2 separate regions of the Mus musculus genome follow, and region 2 is linked to region 1. The links are chromatin contacts, called in public Micro-C maps. All regions are on one chromosome and are shown on one strand. Each heading gives the region's core, a stretch centred on a gene start, on an enhancer-like site or on the middle of the called end of the contact. The rest is flanking DNA. Distances are from core to core; before and after follow the strand shown.

Region 1 (5,101 bases), core at 1,008-3,507:
AAAAACAAAAATCTGTTCTGTTTGTATTTTCTAATTGTAACTGAACTTGTAACCCTGGACATGTAATGAAAAAAAAATCAATCGCATATTCTGTAGTACCTGGATAATCATTAATCTTTGATCTGTGAGACCTGCAGAAATAAATCGCCTGGTTGCTAATCACCCTGAGCACCATGGCCTGACTCCTCCCCCTGCCAACCCCTTATCACCTCCACAGGTTGACTGCCCTGTTAGCTTGGACCCTCACTGGGAAAGGTCCCTGGCACTGAATATCCCATAAGCATCACATTTTACCACTCAAATTGTTCCTTCGAAGTCAAACTATTCTACTGGTCCAGACACTCGAACCAGCCTCTGATTTTGCCCCATGCTGGCGAATTTTAAACATTCATTTCCTTTTCTTTCATCTAAATAGCCATCTTCATCTCCCATGCTCTAAAAATAGCTCATTGTGCTTTAATAGCCATCTCTTCTTAGGCTAGGATTCCTTCCTCCAGCCCTGTATGGAGCGTCCCAGATGCTAGGCTAATAGTTCAGGGTAAAGGACACTGTATGGATGGAGTACAAGCGAAATCTTATAAATTTTCCTCAAACAAACCATGTTGCTTGGAAGACTTTATTTCTTCTTACTTTCAGGAAGTCAGTGAAGACTCCAAGAGGCTGTTTTTAGCCTTGCTTGGAACACAGGGGCCAGGCATGGGTCACAAGGGCAATGCATTGATCTACTTAAACCAGTGTGATACAATCATCTGAATGTTCTAAGGGACTATATAATATAATGATGCAAGCAAACAGAACTGCAGACACCCAGTCACACACAAAACACCAAACACATACCTGCCTCTACTGTGCTGGGGACTGGGAATGTGGTGTGAGGGTGGGGGGAGGGGAGAGGCGGGAGGAGGATGTGTCTCACCTTAGGTAGCTTAGGCATAAACAAGTACATTTAGTGAAGTAACTAAGTTTGCAATAAAGCACCAACAGAGAAGGACTCTACAGCCTGCTAAGGCTTTTGAAAAGCGATTGCATGTGAGCTCACATAAATGTGGGGTATCCAAGAGGCAAAGAGCCCAGCAGGCTGAGGAGAAAAGCCGAGAGAAAAAAACTATGATGTCTTCTATAGATGTGGGGGATTGGGCAGCAATGGCCGCACACCTAACGAGTGCAATACTGTCTATCACACATCGAACATTCTGGGTCATAAATGAGTGAATGGATAAAAGATCACACGTTTTAGCATCTGTGTTTATCTGCTCATCAAAGCCAGGGTGGATCCTTTCCCTACTGTAGGTTACTTATGGCTATTTAAAAATAAATCATGTTATAGAAGATGCTTAGGGGTTGAACATAGGAATAAAAAGAAAGGTGGTGGTTGTCAGTTGAGTGGGGTGTCAGAGGACAGTTGCCTAAGGGTGAGTTTTAGAGCTGGGTTTCACACTATGCCCCTACTTCATGCAGCTGGACCGGATGCTTGAGAATATCGAAGACAGGAGATCTTAGAAGATGTGCATTTTACCACAACCAATCATTGAAAGTAGTTGGGTCTGGTGGGGCAGGCCTATTATCCCAGCAACTCAGCAGGCGGAGGCAGGAGGATTGCAAGTCCAACCTCTGCCTGGGCAACTTAGTGTGGTCCTGTCTTAAAATAAGAAGGGAAGGGCTGGAGATAGCGCTCAGGGCTGAAGCAGCTTCGCAGCATGCAGAAGCGCTGAGTTCAACCCCTAGTGTTGTAAAAATAATGAAATAAATCATTAAGATGTCAAATTACTTAGGTTAGGAAGGGTAGTGGTCCTGTTTGTTTCCGTGTACCAGTCAGATTATTTTACTTTCTGTTTCCCCACCCACCAGTGTGCATGTGTGTGTTAGAGGTGGTTTTTGTTTATTTTAATTCTGAGCACCTACTTTCAAACCTATTGGCTCTGGCCCCTCCCCAAATCATCTCTAGGAAGCGACCAGTCATGCTGAGGTGCACGTTTCAGCCTCTTCTTCCTGGGTGGTCCAAAGAAAGGCAGCTCTTTCCTAGCAGCGCACAGGACACAGGGGTGACTCTAGATCCAGAGGCTGAATCTGGGTCTGAGGACATTGGAGGAGGCCTAATAGATACCAGCAGCCTGAGAGCTGGGAGGGGTGGAGTGGACAGAAGCCAGGGAAAGGCTTTCTGGGCAGGTGGTGCTCCGAGCCTGGGCGCTGTTGCCTAGAGACAGAAAGGACGCTGTGGCCTGAACACAAGAGGAACATCCGTTGCCTGGAAACTGTAGAAGACGACCTTTCTCCTGGTAAGGGCAGGGCAGATAGCTTGACTTCTCAGAGCAAAAACATGGCCATGGCAGGACGTGTGGGGCAGATGAAGAATCAGGATGAAGTTCACCAGAATCAGATCTTGCGGGAACTCTTTCTCAAAGAGCTACGGGCACAGAAGCTGTACACGCAGTATCACGTGAATCCCCTGCGCAAGGGTGAGCTGGCCCAAGAGGGTTGGGAGGGGTGGGAGAGCACGTGTCCTCTGCCTCAGGTTATCTCTTTAGAGTTCAGACAGCTAAGCTTTGAGGGAATCGCTCCCCTTGTCACCCCAGGCACAAGAGATACATTAAAATGCATCCAGAATTAAACATTTTAGATGTAGAATAAAGAGAGATGATTAATGGGGTAGTTTTGCTTTTCAAACAATTGCCCAGGGTTTTTAATGTCTGCTTTTTGTTAGTAGTTTGGTCTCTTCCTAATATACCCAAAGGGGTTTGTCTTTGTATGGTTTGTTATTATTGCTTTGATTTTTTTGCTACAGCCCTCCTTAAGACTTAGAAGTGGTGGGCTACCAGGTGCAGAGCTTGACCATCCTCCTCACCCTGACCCCAGCAAAGTCACCCCTCCCCCTGGCCTCCCATGGCTTCCCTCCTCTGGGACTTCACAGAGCTCTGTGAAAATGCTTCTGGGCCTGAAACAGACTTATGTGTCCCACCACCTCCCAGCTGCCTTCTCTGGAGCAGCTGGGTGAATCTCTCCCATCCTCTGCTGCAATGCTGGCCTGGTTTAATCATCCTGTGTAAGCAGTTATTCGGATACCACTTCACCTCATTGCACATGCTGGTCACCGCCATCCCACACTTCTCCCAATTAACATCTGCACAGCCCAGTAAAAGGTCAGAATGCACACACAGACCTTCTATCCATTTAGGCCATTCACCTTCTTTCCTTTTCTTTTTTTCTTTTCTTTTCTTTTCTTTTCTTTTCTTTTCTTTTCTTTTCTTTTCTTTTCTTTTCTTTTAGATATTTTCTTTATTTACATTTCAGATGCTATCCCCTTTCCTAATTTCCCCTCCATAAATCCCCTATCCTTCCCCCTTTCCCCCTGCTCCCCACCCACCCACGTCTGCTTCCTGGCCCTGGCAGTCCCTTATACTGGGGCATAGAACCTTTACAGGACCAAGGGCCTCTCATCCCATTAATGACCGACTAGGCCATCCTCTGCTGCATATGCAGCTAGAACCACGAGTCCCTCCATGTGTTTTCTTTGATCAGAATACCCAAGATACAATTTGCAAAACACATGAAACTCAAGAAGAAGGAAGACCAAAGTGTGGATACTTCCATCCTTCTTAGAAGGGGGGAACAAAATACCCATGGAAGGAGTTACAGAGACAAAGTTCGGAGCAGAGACTGAAGGCATGGCCATCCAGAGACTGCCCCACCTGGGGATCCATCCCACAAACAACTACCAAACCCAGACACTATTGCAGATGCCAAGAAGAGCTTGCTGACAGGAACCTGATATAGCTGTTGCATGAGAGGTTCTGCCAGTGCCTGACAAATACAGAAGTGAATGCTCACAGTCATCCATTAGATGATGGAGCACAGGGTCCCCAAGGAAGGAGCTAGAGAAAGTACCTAAGGAGCTGAAGGGGTTTGCAGCCCCATAGGAGGACCAACAATATGAACTAACCAGTACCCCCAGAGCTCCCTGGCCATTCACTTTCTAATAGAGTGTTTGAAGCCCCACAAGGGTTTGAGATAGTCTGAGGGACTCTAAGCTACTCTCCTCCAAGCAGCAACCTTCCACCCACCCCCTCCCCCACGCCCCACTCCTATTTTTGCTACATATATTAAAAGACCAGAGAGGACTAGTCACTTTGTAAACATTTTAGTTGCCTCCTGCAGTTTCTGAGCAGAATTTCAACCCACCAGCCTGTAAGGTTCTATTGGTTCTGGCTCTGGTTCCTATCCAGCTCCACCCATTCTGAACACCTACATGGAGTCGCATCCATCCCATGCTACCCAAGATCCTTCAGTAAAGCCCTAGTTCCCACTCTGCTCTGTAGCAGACCCCGCCCCCACAGTCCTTCCTCCTTTCATTTCTGTAGAAATAGATTTTCTAAACGTGTCAGACCATCTCCTATATGTACGTGTTCCTTGTCCCCAGTGTCTGCCCCTCCTTAGCCATAGTGCACAGCAGCCTGGCTGTCTGCAGAAAGTGCGGAGACTTCACTTTGCCCGTCTGTAACCTAGTTTTCACCAGGATCCCTGACCACTAACGTCAGGAGGACTATTCTCCAGCTCTGTTTAAACATTGTCCATTCTAAGACTTAAGATGACAGCTTTCTCAGACACTGCTGTCTCCTGGCCCAGACTCCCTGGGTCCACTGGAATAAAATGGGAATTCACTGCAGTGTGTTGGTGCTTGCTGTCCTCCATAAGGATTTTGCTAATATACTGGACATGGCAAAGAGAGTGACACAAATGCATATCTTAGGTGTCGGGATGTGTGGCTGGGAGGAAAATGGCCAATGAGGTCCAAGACAAACTGGATCCCATCTCCTTGCTCATTCCCGTTGCTCTTCACCAGCTCCCTCCTCCTCTCCAGCATCCCCTGTCACTCATCTTCCCACGTGTTCTCACACAGTGGACCCCAACTCCTTCATTCAGGACTCACAAGCATCTCCTTGGGATACTCACCACACACCCATGCCATCCATCACCTCTAAGCATGGAGCTTGCTCTCAGGCTCTCCCTCACGTGTTATCCCATGTTGATGTGCTGTCAGTCAACACGCGTAGAAGGTTCCTAGAGCATGCCTGTCTGCAGTGTTCCCATCAGTACCAGGAAGTGG
Region 2 (4,702 bases), core at 1,819-4,318, 160 kb after region 1:
ATGCAAATGAGATGCAGAAGAAATAAACTGGGCTCAAGAGGAATGTGTGGGTGGATGACTGCAGACAGCTGGTTGTCCTTCTGTGGACAGGATGGTTGCTGCTCTCTGCATTGTTATACATGCTATGTAGCACTGAGTCTTCATTCATCTTACAGCCCTGCTTGTGAATTGTGGGCTGAGGTGATGGGGTTCCACCAGTGAGTCTGACCGTAAGATTCGGATAGCAAGACTACTTACTTAAGTCAGGTCATATGGAGAGGATTTTAAAAGGGGTGGGTTGGCCCAGGAAGGCACTATGATGCGTTTCTGGAGAAAATAATGAGTTGGAACACAAGTGGGAGAGAGTTGACCTCACATCACTGGCCTGCAAGCTCCCTGAAGCCACAGTTCTGTCTCACCTTCCAGATGATGGTCTTTTTTCCCACGTTGGCCTCCTGGGTCAGAGCCTCCTCCATTTCCTTCTTCACAAGTTCCAAAGACGCTCGGAGCATCCTCTGTTTGGGAAGACAAGACCATTGTGTTCTCTCAGGCCTTAGAGTTTGCTTAGATGTACAAAGATCAGCCAGGAACCAACTGACTGTTGGACTCACGAAAGTCAGCAGACGCCTTCCTCATCTGGTGCCTGACACCAAGATGTGCCTAAAGATTTGTCATTAGGTCACTCTTTCCAATAATTAATCAAAAGGACAAAGTATGAGCTGGTGAGATGGCTCAGTGGTTAAGAGCACTGACTGCTCTTCCAGAGGTCATGAGTTCAATTCCCAGCAACCACATGATGACTCACAACCATCTGGAATGAGAAACAAATAAAATACCTATGGGCCAGGGTGAGCAGGAACCCGAGCGATGGGGGGGGGGGGGAGGGCTGTGGGGAGGGGCAAGTGGTGGCTGGAGTGAAACTGGCTGGAGCAAGAGGGAGAAGGGAAGGGGGAAAAAGAGAAAGTAACAATAGAGTATAAATAAGGGGTTGTAGTATATTTAGTAGTCAGAAATACAATTATAATGACAAATAGTTGTATTTTATAAAATATAATGCCAATTTTGAAAAAAATGTTTAGAGTGAATATATAAAAACTATGTTGCAGCAGAGGAAATGCTGTCTGCTATTGATAGACTGAAGGGTGATGAAATTTCTTATTTACCACTTAGTATAAGGGCTTTAAAACATTTATTGTGTATGTGTGTGTGTACGTGTGTGTACCTACAAGAGTGCGAGAGACAAATATGGAGGATAGATACGATTTGCAGGAGCCAGTTGTCCTTCCGTCATGTGGGTTTGGGGATCAGTCTCACAGATTGTCAGGCTGGCAGCCAGTGCCCTACCCAGGGAGTGGAGAGGATGCAGCAGGAGCTGTCTCCTTTCAGCACCAGGACCCTGCAGGAGGCACGTGTGAACACTTGATGGCAGAGAACACATGCACAAATATGCTTTGGAAAGAAAAATGTATGAACCCTGCCATAAAAGCTACTCCATAAACCCTGCACACGCACGGTTCATACTTGAAAGGCGGGCACTATAGGGCTGTGTAGCGCGTGCACATAAAATAGCCTTGGAACTCAGGGTAGTGCTTGACCAGACTGGCTGGGATTTGCTTTGCTGTTGAAAAATTTGGCTCAGCAGATGGAGTAAAGCCCCACCAGCCCAAAGAAACCAGGGGCCACACCAAAGAGGTGACAAACAGCACAGCAGGGCTAGGTACAACAGTGACAGGGCAGATTCCACTGGGTCTGTGTGGTTAGGATAAGAGCTGAGCACAGTTTGCACAGGGCCCTAGGCAGCTGCAGCTGATTGGCCCAGAGGTCTAGACGATGTTTATTTGGCATTTAATCGAGGAAAACAAAAGCCCTACAGAATATTTGTAGAAAACAGTATCAGAAATGTATCGCTAGCCAAGGTCTGTGTGACATTTTCAGGACTTAAGCAGGTGGGATCATAATTTTTAAATCTGATTAGGAAATAACTGGTGCCCAAATTTTTACCAAGTTGAGGAAAGCAAGTGGTAAAATCAAGAGAGATTTTTCAACGAGTTGAGGAAAACACCTAATTTATAATTTTAGAGAAAATCAACCCAGCAAACATCTTAAGAAAGTTAGTGCTCTGTGCAACTCCGTGGTCAAGCTTGTCAAGGAAGGAAAACCACGCTGGTGTCCCTTGTGCTGGTTGTTCCGGAAGATGGAAACGTAAATGTTCTTAAAATGTGTCCAGCAACTTCAGAGGAAGATGAGTGAGCAAAGCAGCCTTCTGCCAATGCCCAGATAACACACACAGAGGCAAGAAGCAGTAGGAAACCCCTCCGAGTCTGTGCTCAGCAAAGGGAGTTTCCCACGTGCTACACCAGAGGCCCATTATAGTAGGAGGCAGGATTTAGCCTATGCCCAACCCCGGGGTTCCCAGGGGCGAAAGCCACCCCAGCTTCGGGGAATGTGAGCCAGTAAGAACGGGGAACGGGGAACGGGAACGGGGAACGGGGGCAGGGGGTGGGGGTTGGAGAGGGGAAGACCAGAGAAGGAAAGAGCTTGGGAGTTAATAGTTACTACTTATACAATAGCACCATTTGGCTCTGTATGGTACATGTCCCTTCACATTCCAAGGTCATCAGCCTCAGTGTTTTCCCTATTTCCACACGGGAACCTGAGCTGAGGCTCACCTGGTAGCGGCTGGCAGCCTCCTGCAGCGTCTCTGTGCGGTGGCTCCGGTGCTCAGGGCTGGTATCGCAGACCCAGCACAGCATCGTCTGGTCCTCTTCACAGAAGTGGCTCAGGTCCTCACCGTGCCTCGCACACTGACGCGACCCCGCGTGTCCCGTGCCCAGCCCCAGCTGCCGCACGCTGTCCACCAGGCTGGCCAGCTGCCGGTTGGGTCTGAAGCTGGCGGGCCTGAAGGGACCCCTGCACTGGGGACAGGCGTAGACGCCCTGAGCGCTGTCCGACTTCTCGCAGAACTCCGAGATGCACCGCAGACAGAAACTGTGGCCGCAGTCCACGCTGATGGGCTCCTGCAGGAAGTCCAGGCACACGGAGCACCGCGCCTCCTCCTGCAGTCGCTCCCCGGGTGCCGTGGCCATGGCCTTAGCTTGTGGCAGCAGCTCCTATTACCCTAGCGGTCTGCATAGAAGGAAGGAAACCCAAAAGCAGGGGAACAGGCCCTGAGGGTTTTATCGCCTGGGCTGGCCCGGATCCAGCAGCCAAAAAGAGCCACTCCTGGTGACAGCAACAAGTCCAATGACTGTCACCTCTTCAGAAACCCAGCAGCTCCTCTTCTGGTTTTTTGTTTTTTGTTTTTTTTTTTTTTTCCTATTCTTTCCTTCCCTATCTTTATTTTGAGTCTAATATAATGCAGCTTTTACGCCACCCTAACTCACATTTAGAGGCTATTGAAGCTTGCAGCATGATTTTGTAGTATGGGTGGAACCCAGCGCTTCACACAAGCCAAGCAAGTTCTACCACTGAGGAACACCCCCAGTCTCTTATTTTGGGATGGGAGATCTACCAATTTTGCCTAGGCTGGCCTTGAATTCACCTGTAGTCCAGGCTGTCTTTGAACTCACTCTGACACCTAGTCTGACTTGGAACACCCTATTCCTGGCTCAGCATCCCAAATAGCTGGAATGATAGGACTATACCATCAAGACCAACAAAGTTGCCTTCCCCAGTAATATTTATTTATTTATTTATTTATTTATTTATTTATTTATTTATTGCCCATAAGATGGCAAAGATGCTTGCCACTAAACCTGACCTGAATTTGACTCTCCAGACTCACATGGTTGAAAGAAATCTAACTGGCAAAAGTTGTTGTCTGGCTTCCATGTTGGAGTGGCAGCACACACACACACACACACACACACACACACACACACACACACACACTCACTCACTCACACAACCCACACAGGAAAAACCTCAAATGTAAGATTAACAAAAGTTCCCGGAATTTCCTGAAGCATGCAGACTTAGGGTTAGCTCTTGAGTCTATCTGTGCATATTACACATGAAGTTGGCTGGGGGTAGTTGCCCTGCTAGTAGGACAAAATCAGAAATAAGCCTGCCTCTTAGGAGTCCCTCATGCCACATCAGCCAATGTGGGGCACGCCTGCCCTCTTCCCCCACTATTACTGAATGGTACCATGAACTTCTGTTGTAATCACAAAAACAAAAACAAAAACAAAAAACACCCTTGGAAAAAATACTTATTTTTTCCTCAGTCTTTCTTTCTTGAGATTTTCTACTTTCAGAAATAAACTACCATACCACTGGAAGGACAGATGCGAGGATGACGTGTGTGGTAATGGCAGGTGGGCAGCCCAGCATGGATGAGAACAGTATAATAGGTGCCCTCCTGCCCGAGGAGGCCAGAGAGGGCACAGGATCCCCTGGAGCTAGAGTTTCAGATGCGTGTGAGCCACCTGCCATGGGTGTCAGGAACAGAACTCAGCCCTTCTGCAGGAGCAGCGAGTCCTCTTTGACCACCGAGTCACCTCTCCAGCCTCTGAAAGGAACAATTTCCAGTCCAGCCCATGAAAACTGCACTTGTTGACACAGGGAGGCTGAGGCGATTATGTAGGAGTAAGTTGATTTCATTGAAGATGTGTTGTGACTTGGTCCCATGAGGAGGCAGGACTGGGGTGAGTCTATCTGTTCAGGTGACGTGTTAATGTCTGTCACCTGAATACTCCGTGACTCTACTGAAGGTCAGTTTGTT

Evidence for each region. A called contact is a pair of places that touch in the nucleus more often than the background predicts.
Region 2: a contact with region 1 is called in a Micro-C map of the HL-1 cell line, with 1.9 times the contacts expected there. The contact joins the promoter of Trim58 here to the promoter of Fam183b in region 1. A contact is called at or near these places in 10 of 39 promoter capture datasets (the 3T3-L1 cell line, the SN4741 cell line, cranial neural crest and 6 more), 3 of 484 Hi-C or Micro-C datasets (the HL-1 cell line, double positive thymocytes and embryonic stem cells) and 3 of 9 other capture datasets (adipose tissue, liver and pancreatic islet).

Annotation. Positions count from the first base shown.
Region 1 is chr11:58,799,116-58,804,216 of GRCm38.p6, reverse strand. It overlaps Fam183b (family with sequence similarity 183, member B), which reads left to right and starts at 2,257. Exons shown (of 4, transcript NM_029283.3): 1 at 2,257-2,456. The coding sequence starts at 2,324.
Region 2 is chr11:58,638,831-58,643,532 of GRCm38.p6, reverse strand. It overlaps Trim58 (tripartite motif-containing 58), which reads right to left and starts at 3,068. Exons shown (of 6, transcript NM_001039047.1): 1 at 2,649-3,068; 2 at 399-494. The coding sequence starts at 3,065.